Regions from separate parts of the Mus musculus genome. Here all the other regions are linked to region 3. The links are chromatin contacts, called in public Hi-C and HiChIP or PLAC-seq maps. All regions are on one chromosome and are shown on one strand. The core of a region is the stretch at or near the end of the contact, and the rest is flanking DNA. Distances in the headings are between cores, read along the strand shown.

The links. A called contact is a pair of places that touch in the nucleus more often than the background predicts. HiChIP or PLAC-seq counts read pairs in DNA pulled down with a chosen protein or histone mark.
Region 1: an H3K27ac HiChIP or PLAC-seq map of extraembryonic endoderm stem cells shows a contact between it and region 3, with 5 times the contacts expected there. The contact joins the enhancer-like site here to the promoter of Rell1 in region 3. A contact is called at or near these places in 5 of 39 promoter capture datasets (the 3T3-L1 cell line, the HPC-7 cell line, cranial neural crest and 2 more), 16 of 484 Hi-C or Micro-C datasets (CD8 T cells, the G1E-ER4 cell line, LSK cells and 9 more), 8 of 115 datasets of contacts at active chromatin or transcription factors (effector CD8 T cells, embryonic midbrain, embryonic stem cells and 5 more) and 2 of 9 other capture datasets (adipose tissue and liver).
Region 2: a contact with region 3 is called in a Hi-C map of uterus. The contact joins the enhancer-like site here to the promoter of Rell1 in region 3. A contact is called at or near these places in 3 of 484 Hi-C or Micro-C datasets (B cells, myocytes and uterus) and 2 of 115 datasets of contacts at active chromatin or transcription factors (effector CD8 T cells and pancreatic cancer cells).

What each region holds. Positions count from the first base shown.
Region 1 is chr5:64,233,389-64,237,447 of GRCm38.p6, forward strand. The region is part of intron 2 of Tbc1d1 (TBC1 domain family, member 1); the gene reads left to right. Among named protein-coding and RNA genes, the nearest start is that of Gm46913, 12 kb to the right of the region's middle. Within about 2 kb of position 2,068, at least 41 of the 459 cell types and tissues checked have an H3K27ac peak or open chromatin away from gene starts, as enhancers often do. A contact at or near this core is called in the G1E-ER4 cell line, extraembryonic endoderm stem cells and muscle stem cells, where this site is marked.
Region 2 is chr5:64,358,243-64,362,246 of GRCm38.p6, forward strand. No RefSeq gene overlaps it. Among named protein-coding and RNA genes, the nearest start is that of Gm43837, 18 kb to the right of the region's middle. Within about 2 kb of position 2,454, at least 146 of the 459 cell types and tissues checked have an H3K27ac peak or open chromatin away from gene starts, as enhancers often do. A contact at or near this core is called in B cells, effector CD8 T cells, pancreatic cancer cells and 1 more, where this site is marked.
Region 3 is chr5:63,966,390-63,970,715 of GRCm38.p6, forward strand. It overlaps Rell1 (RELT-like 1), which reads right to left and starts at 2,508. Exons shown (of 7, transcript NM_145923.4): 1 at 2,257-2,508. The coding sequence starts at 2,344.

The DNA.
Region 1 (4,059 bases), core at 818-3,317, 270 kb after region 3:
CAAGCTTCATCATTTTTAGACTAAGCCTGCAGACGTTCCCCCAGCCAGCCAGACAGCTTTGAGCTTGTCTGATGATTGACTCTTTGCCTCTCTGGGTATCTGTTAGTGAAAGCTGACCTCAGAAAACCTGCCTGCCCAGAAGGAATGTGACTTGGGCTATTGCTAGTGTCACGGGATGTTGAGTATATGTGTATATATCAGTTGACAAATGAAAATGGCAAGTGGCATATAAAAATGTAGGCGGGTTTGCTGTGTCTTCATTTCAAGCTCTTTCCATATGGGTTTGGGTTGTATTATTTTTCAGGTCCTGTGGTTTATTCAGAGAGTATGTGTGTTGGGTGCTCTCTGTGTCCCAGGCGCTACTCATGCACTAGAGGTTCATTTTACACAACAAGTTTGTCCTTAAAAATCTGTGCACATTGAAGATTTTCACTTTTGTTTTTCTTTGAGACACAGTGTCACCATATAGTCTTGACTGGCCTCAAAGTTGTGATCTCCCTGCCTCTGCCTTCTGAAGTATTTGCGTTTGGGGGTGGGGGGCGAGGAGGTTGCACACGTGTGTGTGTGTGTGTGTGTGTGTGTGTGTGTGTGTGACAGGGCAGTTTTCCTATAAACACATGGAGATCCTCCTGCCTCTTCCTCCTATGTGTTGGGATTAAAGACATACACCACCATGTGTAGCTCACACTTAGTTTTATAAGGCAAATATTTTAAAATGCTTTAGGAAAGGAATAATTTTTTAAATAAGTAATTGAATGCAAATTAATAAAACCAAGCTTTTTACATTTTGTCTTCGTCGATAGGCTCCTAACATGGACTTAAGAGTGCATCTGCTGTATGCTAGGCTGTTGTAAGGAGCTGGGGGGTTCGATCGCAGAGAGGTAGGCCAGTTCCCTGTTTTTGTGGTCTTTCTAATCCAGAGAGACAGAGAAGCAAATGATAACCAAAGTAGTTTTAGTTGGTGGTCAGTGCTAGGAAGAGAAGTAGAGAAAGAAATTTGAGGACTGGGTGGGGTGGGGCCCAGCAGCAGGGAGCTGGTGCAGAGAGGTCACTCCAGGCCAGGTGGGTGAATGAGCGGTCTAAAGACTAGGCTGGGTGTGGACTTGCTGTTAATTACAGTAAGGAGCCATAGATGGTGGAAAGCAGCGGTGCTGTCCACTGCTGCTTGCTGTGGATGGGGTTTCTTAGGCTGTGCTCCAGGCTGCAGTGTCTCTGTTAGGAGGTGATGGTGTTAGCCTAGACTTGGGTAGTGAGGAAGGAAGGTCACATCGCTGTTTTTCAGCGTTTGAAATGATCTGTCTTGCCGGCTGTGCTCAGTCTGCTTTCCTGGAGCGATTTGTTGTTCAAGAGTACAAGTGTGTCTTGTTCTTTGATCAGCTGCTCCTAACCACAGCCTTCAGGCAAGTCCTGTCCTGGCTCCCAGCTTGTATTTATTCACTGCGGAGGTGCTCTGTGGGCTGGAGTAGCCCATGTTGGGTGCCAGTGGTCAACTGGACTTGCTCTTCAGGTTTCTAGAGCATAGCACGGCCACTTTAGAGTCCCTTTCCTGGGAGGGGTCCACCTGCCTGCTGCCAGTGTTTATATAGGCAACCTTGCAGTCTTGCTTGAAGTCAGTCCTGTGTTGGTTTGTCCATGAGATGTAGCCTTAAAGCACAGGCGCTTTCTTTATATTTATTAATGCTATATTTAATTAGTGGCTGCTTAAGTTTAATAAAGAGCGAAGAACTCCTTAATAATAGTCAAGCCATCCCTTGAACTTGGGAAATGTGCTGCCTCTGCTAAGCACAGCTAGAGTAAGCCACACTTCAGTACAGCTGTGGGGGAGACTGTCTCTGCCTGTAGTGATGCAGATTGTCTTGGGCTAATAACTCAAGCATAGGCTGTTCTTATGAAGACAGAATGAAGGAATGCCGGAGTGGAAGACAGTCTCCAGGAGAACATAGCCCAGAGCAGGCCTCATCATGACAACAAGGTTAATCATAGTCTGTTCCTTGTAGGAGTTCACTAACTCATCTTAGACTGAATGTCTGTACCCTAGTAGTCCCCTTCTGTCAAAACCCTTCTATCCTCTGCCCTTTTCCCGGGGCATCTCTGATTAATCATTCATTGGGTGAGTAGAGAATAATGGGAAGGGTGGGGCGGGGCTGGGTTTGTCAGACAGACTTGCCTGGGGGGAAAGCCTTGAGTATGTATGGTGTGGGGACTGCAGTCTCTTGTAGGTGGGGGACACTGGGCATCAGCTCAGGTGAGGCTGGACAGGTGACATGTGAAATGTGGCCTCCTTCAGAAAAGCTTTTATCCCAGGACAGTGGGGATCCTGTAGAGACCATAGCTTATCTTCCCTCAGATTGTAAGCTGTTGGTCCACTGTGTGAGGTGCCTTGTGTTGTAGATATTAAAGTATTGTAGTTCTTCTACTAGTCTGAAATCACTGTGAAAACCAGCCTGGGGGGCTTTGCCCCAGTGTGTATGAATCACATGGGTATCCCAGGTAATGTGGCTGTAGTTTTCTTGGTCTCAATGGGAATACTTCTAATGAGTGCCTGGGTGATGTGGCTGGTCTGGGGACTGCACTGTGAGTAAGAAGGCTCTCATATTTTTTTTTTAAAACATATGCCATACCGGGCAGTGGTGGCGCATGCCTTTAATCCCAGCACTTAGAAGGCAGAGGTAGGCGGATTTTCTGGGTTCAAGGCCAGCCTAGCCTGGTCTACAAAGTGAGTTCCAGGACAGCCAGGGCTACACAGAGAAACCCTGTCTCGAAAACAAACAAACAAAAACATATGCCATGGTTTCACTTGGGTTTTTTTCTTTCTATATTTTGTTTTTTATTATTTTTTGTTTGTTTCATCTGCAAGAGAAACCTAAAAAAAGAAAATCAGTGACCTTGAAATTGGCTGTCTAGGGAACCAAAGTGGAAGAGGTACTTTTGTACCTCATACTCCAACACATTGTTTAAAAATTTGAATTTTTTATGTAGTAACCATTCAGTTTATCAAGTTCAAAGTCTTTGGTGTAAACACTTCTTTGTACTTACATCTTTGCTCAACATAACATTAGAATATTATCACAGTCTAGGAATTGGAGTAGTGTTTGATGAAAATGATACTTTGCCTCCTCTCCTTTCTTACAAAAATACATTTCAAGTGCTATTAGAACCAGTAGACAGCAGAGCAGTTGCAAAGTGCCGGGGCAAAGGACCAAGAGGGACTTTTCGGGTTGTGCCAAACAAGGTGGGACCCTCAGAATTGGTCAGGGTGACATGGTGAGGAAGAAGTCCTAGATCTTTTGAGACACAGCGTGATGCCAGTGTGCTCTCCACAGCTGGAGCCAGCCGGCTGTCTCCCTTCCAGTCCTTAGTTAGCATGTCTTGCCTCTGCTCCCGGGGCGTCCAGGCTAGTCTGTTTGCACCCTCTTTTCACTTCAACTGGCATGTTCTCTTGGCTTCCACTTGTATCACATGGTGCAAGTGTTTCTCCAAGGAAGATGACAGCTAAGGCTGTGAGCTGGATTTTGATAATCTTAACAGGAATGTTGTATTCGACAATGTTTTGGTAGACTTATCTGAAAAAAACAAAAAACAAAAAACAAAACAAACAGTAAGCTGGGAAGATCATTTCCTAGTGTTCTTGCTCTTTTCCTGCAGATTATTTCATATCTGTCGCGTGTTATAACAAGAAGAGATGTGTGAGCTCTGTTGGCTTATTTTGACCCGAACTGTTCTGGTTAAATTTGCAGAGCCTGTTTTCTCATTCTGAAACAAACAAACAAACAAACAAACACCAAACCCTTCATATCTGTTTGTTTTTTTGTTTCCTTTTGTTTGTTAAAATCTATTTTTGACTAACATCAGAGTATGAATAGGAAACTGAAGACCATTTGTAAACATAGTCTGTTAGAACCTGGTTGGATAGGTAGTTGGGTTGAGTGGATGATGGTTGCACAGTGTGAAGGGCTGAGGGAACAGAGATGAGAGACGACAACACTTGCATCCTTTGAGCATTGTGTAGTTTAGGTGGGGGAGGTGGCCTGTAAGGGAAGGTTAATTGCAAATTAACTA
Region 2 (4,004 bases), core at 1,204-3,703, 390 kb after region 3:
CTGAAGCCACTTCTCGGGGACAGGGATGGCACGTGCAAAATAAAGTCCCAAATGTAACAGAAATGTACAAAAGCGAAGAAAAGCCTTCCCCCGCTCTGTCTACCCACATCCTATCACCCAAAAGATAATCACTGCGTCTAACCCCTGGCTAGTATAACTCTCCACCACCCTACCAGGGAAGCCTGTTCTCCATCTGTCCTCCTACCCCTGACCACCGCTGCTCTCCCACAGCAGATTCCATGCTTGCTGGCCTCTGTGTGTGTCCCTGCCTGGAGAAAGCAAGATTAATGAGATGAAGGCCTGTCCTCCTCAACCTAAGATTCTGGAGCCCCCATGTAGGAAAGACTCTCCCATAGTCACTCAACAAGTGAGCACCACCATCTTACCCTTCGAATGGATTCGGCCTTGCACATTTTAAATCCTAAACCTGGACAAGTCCTCAGTAAGCTGAAATATTCTTGTGGAGCTTCTTATGCCAGGGTGTTTGTAAATAGGCGCTGTCCCTCTGCCTCTGCAGTGACCTCATCTCTGCCTCCTCAGACTTTTTCCCAGCCCCGGGTGGGAGCTAGAGGGAACAGAAGATGCTGGCAGCAATCTTCCTCACCAGGGGACCCCAGGTCCCAAAGGGTCTGTGTGACAGTTACACTCTCTTAATGTTATAACCCCCAGCAGAAAAGTCATGTTCTTATCTAAACTATCTTGAGTTAGAAGAACTTTAATGGCTACAGAGTGCCTTGTCAGCTGTAGCTGATCTAAGAAAATAAACATTTTATAACTACGATATCGCAAGCGGCTCCAGACACAAGAGACACTTGGTCCCGATGGATGGTTCTTATAAATAACCAGGCAATCACGCACTGCAGAAATAGCTAGAATTTCTATGACTTCATAGGGAGCCAAAGGGAAACGCCCTTGCAAAGTGAACGCTAAAGTCATCCCACAGTCAAAATGCGGTCAGGCGCCGTGTGGGAGCCAAAGACAGTTTGCTTCAGCCCCAGCCTGGCCTCCAGTAGAGCCACACTGATGTGAACCCCTGCATTGAGTCCTTATGCTTAGGGCCACCCCTTGCCAAATGCACTCACTGAAGGGGCCTGACAGAAAGCACAGGCCGAAACAAACGACCCCACGGCCGGTGGCAGGCCTGAGATCAGCTCCTTAACTCGATGGCTGTGCATTGCTTGCATATGGGTTCTGCCATCTGGAGTCCATTGCCCTGCAGCCCAGTGGGTCCTGAATGATTCAAGACAGGCTGCAGCATCAGTCCACAAACAGAGTTTCAGCATCACTGGTTAAACTTAAAGTGTTTCTGTAACCAAGGGGAGTATCAGAAAAACCCCATCTCCTCGACATTTTAATTTTAAGATTTTATAGTGATAAGGGAGAAAGCGAATTATTTTTCAAGGGAGGGAGATGTAACAATCTCCCTGGGAAACTGTCTTCAGGAACAAGGTACCCATTGGCCATTTCCCCCCGTAAGAGTCAAAACAAGGGAGGCCTAGCCCTGCTCAGTGGCTCTGGTCCCAGGATGGCCAGCTCTGTGAGGGCAGGAATGCACTTACTTTGTCGAGGTCAGCCATGAGAGGTCATTTCAGTTCAGACTGGTCTTGTCATACAGCTCAGGCTTGCCTCAAACTCTTAACAATCCTCCAGCCTCAGCCTCTAGAATGCCAGGATTACAGGCCTGTGGAAGTATGTCCAACCAGGGATAGTCATTTCTCTCACTCCCCCTATTACCTGAGTTCGGGTCAGAGCCCGGGCCCTGGCAGCCCTAACAAGCCAGGCTCAGCCACCATCCTCAACGGACCAACTAAAGAGACAAGTGAGAGTGGAAAAGGCTAATTCACTAGGAAGATGAAGGCATGTCAACATTCAGTGATGACCCCGACCGTGACCCATCTTCAAGGTCAATTCATGAGGTTTAGGTTTAGACATTGGACAAGAAGTACGTAGTCTGACACACGAAAACTGTGTGAAGTCTCTTCCTGGGAAACAAGTTCCCCCCCTAACTGGTGCCAGGCTCCACAGCCTGTTCCTTCTCCCGTCATGAGATTCAGGGAAATTCCATTTCCTTGGGGACCATTGTTTCAATAATCTGATAGCCAAAGGGAGGGGCATAAACATCCCTCTTCAGAATATGTTCCCTCCTGCCAGCTTGGTTACACCCAGATTCCAGCTCTTCTCTGGTGACTGTTCTGTGGGCCCCTGAGAGAGTAATGAAAGCCTAGGAAATACAGGCCAACCCTAGGCCATCCTGGCAAGAACAGGAAAGTTTGAAACCATGGCTTCCCTCCCTGGCGTCAGGAGAGGTAGGCATCAACAAAATTACCTTTTAGCCTTTTTGCCCTTCCCAGGTTTTTCTAGAAGGTTCTAGCACATTCCTCCTGTGACTCAGTGGGGCGTAGGCAGCTGCCCCCGCAGACACCTCCCAGGCAGGAAGTGCTGCACCACTGACTGGGCAGATCAGATCAAAAGAGGCTCAGCTCACTAGAAACTATTGTTCACGTGACATATTTGGGAACTGTCAACTGCAAAGGTCCGCTGAGCCCACAAATGCTGCAGATACCCCAGAAACCCAAGAAGCCTTTTGTATTAGTCAGGGTTTCTATTCTTGCACAAACATCATGACCAAGAAGCAGTTGGTGAGGAAAGGGTTTATTCAGCTTACATTTCCACAATGTTGTTCATCACCAAGGAAGTCAGGACTGGAACTCAAGCAGGTCAGAAAACAGGAGCTGATGCAGAGGCCATGGAGGGATGTTCTTTACTGGCTTGCTTCCCCTGGCTTGCTCAGCCTGCTTTCTTATAGAACCAAGACTACCAGCCCAGGGATGGCACCACCCACAAGGGGCCCTTCCCCCTTGATCACTAATTGAGAAACTGCCTTGCAGCTGGATCTCATGGAGGCATTTCCTCAACTGAAGCTCCTTTCTCTGTGATAACTCCAGCCTGTGTCAAATTGACACAAAATTAGCCAGTAACAATTGACCCCTTGTCAACTTGACACACAAACACATTACTAGTAAGCCTCAACCCTTAGTTCTTATTCATCCCCAAGATCTTAAATAACTTTAAAAGTCCCACAGTCTTTGCATATTAAAAGTTCAATCCTTTCAAAATATCCAATATCATTTAAAATCCAAAGTCTTTTTACAATTAAAAGTCTCTTAACTGTGGGATCTACTAAAATATTGTCTTCCTTCAAGAGGGAAAAATATCAGGGCACAGTCACAATCAAAAGCAATAATTAAACTCCAACTGTCCAATATCTGGGATCCAACTCACGATCTTCTGGGCTCCTCCAAGGGCTTGGGTCACTTCTCCAGCCATGCCCTTTGTAGCACACATCTTGTCTTCTAGGCTCCAGCTGCCTGTACTTCACTGCTGCTGCTGTTCTTGGTGGTCATCTCATAGTACTGGCATCTCCAAAACAATACATGACCCCTTCAGTTCTGGGCCATCAACTTCAACTGAGGCTGCACCTTCACCAATGGCCTTCCATGGCCTCTCACAGTGCCGAGCCTCAGCTGCTCTGCGTGACCCCTTCATGCCTTTAAAACCAATACCACCTGGTTGACTCTTACATATTATCAAGTCTCACTGCAGCACAAGGTACCACCTTGGCTATCTCTAGAACACAGCCTCGGTGCTCTCAGAAAACACTTCCCAGAAGATGTCACCTCAATGATGCTGGTCTCTTCTTAATCACCACTAATTTCTTAGCTCCAGCTAACCAGCATCAATAGTCCCAGTAATCCAAAGGTTTTGCTTTAGTAGTTCTGGTATCTTGTTAATCTCAGCTGATTCTTCAGCCCCAGCTAACCAGAACCACAGAATCTTCACAATCAAAATAGCAATGGCCCTGAAAAGAGTCTTTAATCTTCCCTCTGAAATTTCACAAGCCAGGTCTCCATCTTCTGCACTGTTCTCAACACTATCTTCCAAGCTCCTACATAACATCCCACAGAGCTCTTAACACCAAATGGATCTTCTGGCCCAAAGTTCCA
Region 3 (4,326 bases), core at 1,258-3,757:
AAGCCCTGGCAGTGGTGGCGCATGCCTTTAGTCCCAGCACTTGGGAGACAGAGCCAGGCGGATTTCTGAGTTCGAGGCCAATCTGGTCTACAGAGTGAGTTCCAGGACTGCCAGGGATACACAGAGAAAACCTGTCTCAAAGAAAAAAAAAAAAAAAAAGGAAGTGATAGAGACTGCCACCCACCCTCTGAGAAGCTCTCTGTCGGTTCTCCACTGTATGGCTCAGATGACTACATACTCCTGATGTGATGTTTGGGCATCTTAGAACTAACTACCTTACAATTTAAGTCAGGTTGCTGAGGCTGACCTATCCTCTATTTTCTCTGGGAAGCATGGGGGACAGTAGAAAGATGATGAATTTAAAACCAAACAGGCTGTATTTATCCCCCCACCCCCCACCCCCCTCTCCCTTCCCCCTACCTCCCACCCCACCCAACCAATGCTTACTGATACAGTGCCTATGTAATGACAGGCCTCAGTTGATCTACAGAGAATAAACACATCTTGGGTCATGAGGAATAAGTTTTAAAATACACATGAAGCACCCAGCTAAAGCACACGGCAGGCTGTCTCTATCAGATGCCATCTCCTTCTTCCTACTTCTGGACTTGGAGTCCAAAGAGATCAGCTGCCAGATGTTCCAGGCTCATCTCTTGATACAGGCCCTAAGCCAGCCAACAAACTGGAAGTTCTATCCTCTCCACCTTAGGTACTTCATTCTTTTTAAGCACTAACTTTCACTCATAAAAGGTTACTAATAGCACCACTCCGTAGAACTTTCTTCAGTCACATTGCAGGCCTGACACCCGGATGTTGTTCAGAAACCCAGCAAAACAAAAACCCACTCTAGGAATGGATTTCTCCTGATGATGGCTGGTTACATGCCTCACTTACTAAACTGTAACAATCTTGCTCCCAGGTTCATCTTTTCTGTTATTGTTCCAAACTCTGCAACAAGTGATACCACTTACTACCTGCAGTCTCCAATCTACGTTGAAACTATGTTGTAGTTACAAGTCTCGGGAAAGAAGCCCAGGATGCACGGGAAAATCTCCCATCCAATAGAACGAGTCACCAGCTTCCCTTTCCCCTGGGTAGATGGCTGAAGGAAATGCGGATCTGCTAATAAATACCCAGGAGACACATCGTCTATCTATCCTGTTCCCTTGCTAGCTCGTTCTGATGCCCATGAAAAAGTAAAGGACAAATGAGAAGCAGGCTCCAAAGCTCCGAGTGACTAGAACATTCTCCAAAAAGAAGAGCAGCACGTATATTTTATAGAGAAGACAGTCACCGTTGGAAGCCTTCCAGCTGCTTATTATTTGGGCCTGAAGAGGAGCCACCCCTGAAGGCAAGCTTGGCAGAGCCTGCTGACGTAAGAATCAGCCTGTGGTAACCCCAAACGGCCAGGAAGGCTTAACTTTTTTTTTTTAAGTACTGCAGCGAGGTGGCAATTAAGAGGGGGAAACAATTATTAAGAATCCCTGGTGTGTGCCTTATAAAAACAGGAGCACAAGGCAAAGGCGTCCTTAAGTAAAAGGTAGACCTCTTAGATTTCAGTTAGAAACTCCCGCTGATGGCTTGTAGTTGAAGACAGCACTCAGCGTCTCGGCTTGGTGGCTTCCACCCCGACCACAGAGGTTCCTTTTGTGATGACAGGATTTGATACAAAGAAAAAGCAGTATACATTATAGATGTCTTTCCTCTTTCCCGGCCTAATTTATCCAGCATGTATGGGAAGGAGTGAGAAATTCCCGACTTACTAAAAGAATCCATAACCACCTGCAAAGACTGGCACTTTCAAGGCTTTAACATAATGAAAAGGAAAGAAGAAAATAAAGCGAGGAAGGAGGCTGGAAAGCAGAACCCTATCCCGGGTGTCAAGATATTCGCCTGGTGAGGCCTCTGAGGACCAGGACAGTAGAAAGGGGTCCACGGCTAGGGAGAAGGCATCCCAGGAAAGCGACATCCTGAAGAATCCGAGTTGGGGTCCCGCCGTTTTTTAGAAGCGGCGGGGAGGGAAGGCGGGACCCCGGCAGGCGGGTGGGGAAGGACTGGAGCCGCGCTGCGCGCCGCACCCTGCCCGGGCCACCCCGGGACACCCAGATGTTCAGAGCCAGATCCGGTAGCACAGCAGGGCGCGCGCAACTCAGGGCGCGGCGGGGTTGTGGGCTCGACCGACTCGTCGAGCCCCTGGCTCCCTTCCGTGCGCAGACCCAACTCACCAGGCGTCCCGACCAGGACCAAAGCACTCACCGGCGGCCACCAGCGGCGAACTCACAGCGCCTCCCACGAACACTGAAGCAGCAAGCACAGCGGACCCCGGGAGTCCCCACAGAGCCATCGCCGCGTCCCTCTGCCCTCCTCGCCCCGGCCGCGGCGTCCCGGGTCGGGGTAGACGGTGCAGCTCGAGGGCTGCCGGGTGGATTGAATGCAGGAGCTCGGCCCCCGCGAGCCCCTACCCGCTCAGCCTGGACCCGCCAGGACCCCGCCCACCGCACGGAAGCCCCGCCCCTGATCGCCGCGCCCCGGTCCCTTGAAGCCTGGACCCGCCTCCGCACGCATGACCCCGCCCCCGAGTCCAGGCCGCGCCTCTCCTGTCACTCCCGCTTCCCCTCTAAACCCTTGGGTCGCGTCAGCCGCGCGCCCAAGCCGTGGCCCCACCCCGAGCCCCGCCCACTGCTGACCCTCTCCGCCTCCTCTGCTGGGCGGGCTAACCCTGCCCAGCCAAGTGGCGGGTCTGCGCGGGAGCCTCAGGCTGGGGCGGGTTACTCCCTTCTCCTGGGTCCTGGGACTAGTCAGATGCGGGAAGAGGAAGGCAGAGGTTAGGCCAGGAAGCCCAGGATGGAGAGCAGACAGGACCAGCAGTTTCAGAATGGCGCGATGTTTTTTTTTTTTTTCTCAATCGGAGTCTTTACCCAGTTAATTAACCTTCGTTAGTGGTCTAGGAAGGAATGCTACGTTCAAAGTCATGGTTGATCGTTTAAACATTAAGGAGAATAAATTAAAAAAAAAAAACTTTTTTAATTGTCCCCATCCCATTCTGTCTAAGCTACTTCTATTGAGGAACACGTCCCCACACACTGGTTGTTTGCTTGCGTTGGACTGGGTTTTGTTTTAATCATCTTGCAAACACTCCCCTGGAACAATTCTTCAACTTTCCAGTCACTTCTGTCTTCATATCCTCACATCAGCTCGGTAAGGTGAGTATTATCCCCATGTCACCGGCCAGGAAGTGAGCTCATGAAGTCTGCATGACCTGGGCCACCATGATCCATGTATCTCCAGTGTTTGCTTGCAGGTTTAATCTCAGCTCCTGGCTCAAGGACAGCATGCACTAAGAGGGCAGAAGTAGTTGTTAAAGGGGAATGTACCTTTTTCTGACTAGCTTCCTTTTAACTAACCAATAGCCTCGTTTTAACTAATCCGTGGAGACTCCACACAAGGTCCTTAAAGCCCAGTCCTGACAGATGTGAGCTGAATGGAGGGTGGGTCTTCAGCCCCTTCTGTAAACTGACTGGTGGCCTCTAATGCTCAAGGGGGAGTTATTTCTCCTCTCTAACACCCTCCACCCTTCTGTTACAAATAGCAATGATGTGAGAATTACCAGGGAGAGAAGCTGAAGGTTGGAGGCCCTGCCCTTTGAGTCAAAGACAGGAACTATGGATCCTATGCACAATTTGTGGCACATCCTGTAGTCTGACAAATGTATCAAAGGGAAAGGTCTGAGAAAGAATGCAGAGGAAAGACATTGTGCTGGCCAGTTTTTTTTTTGTTTTGTTTTGTTTTGTTTGTCAACTCAACACAAACTAGAGATTTGTCTGAGAACCTCAATTGGAAAAAAATATCTCCATAAGATCAGGTTGTAGGCAAGTCTGTAGGGCATTTTTCTTAATGAGTGATTGATGGGGGAGGGCCCAGCCGATTGTGGTTTCTGTAAGAAAGCAGACTGTCCAAGCCACGAGGAACAAAGCCAATAAGCAGCACCCTTCCACGGTCTGGGGGCCAACTCCTGCCTCCAGGCTCCTACCCTGCTTGAGTTCCCGGTTTGTTTCCTCTGATAATTAAACAGCAACGTGGAAGTGTAAGCCAAACAAGCCCTTTCCTCCCTGTGGTGGTTTGAATAGGACTGGCTCCCATAGACTCCTGTGTTTGAATGCTTGTCCCCAGAGAGTGACACTATTAGGAGGTGTGGCCTTGATGGAGGAAGTAAGTCCCTGGGGATTGGGCTTTGATATCTCAGAAGCTCAAGCCAGGCATACTGGTTTAAGGCTGCCTGAGGATCTGAACGCTCAGCTGCCTCTCCACGGGTGTTTGCATGCCACC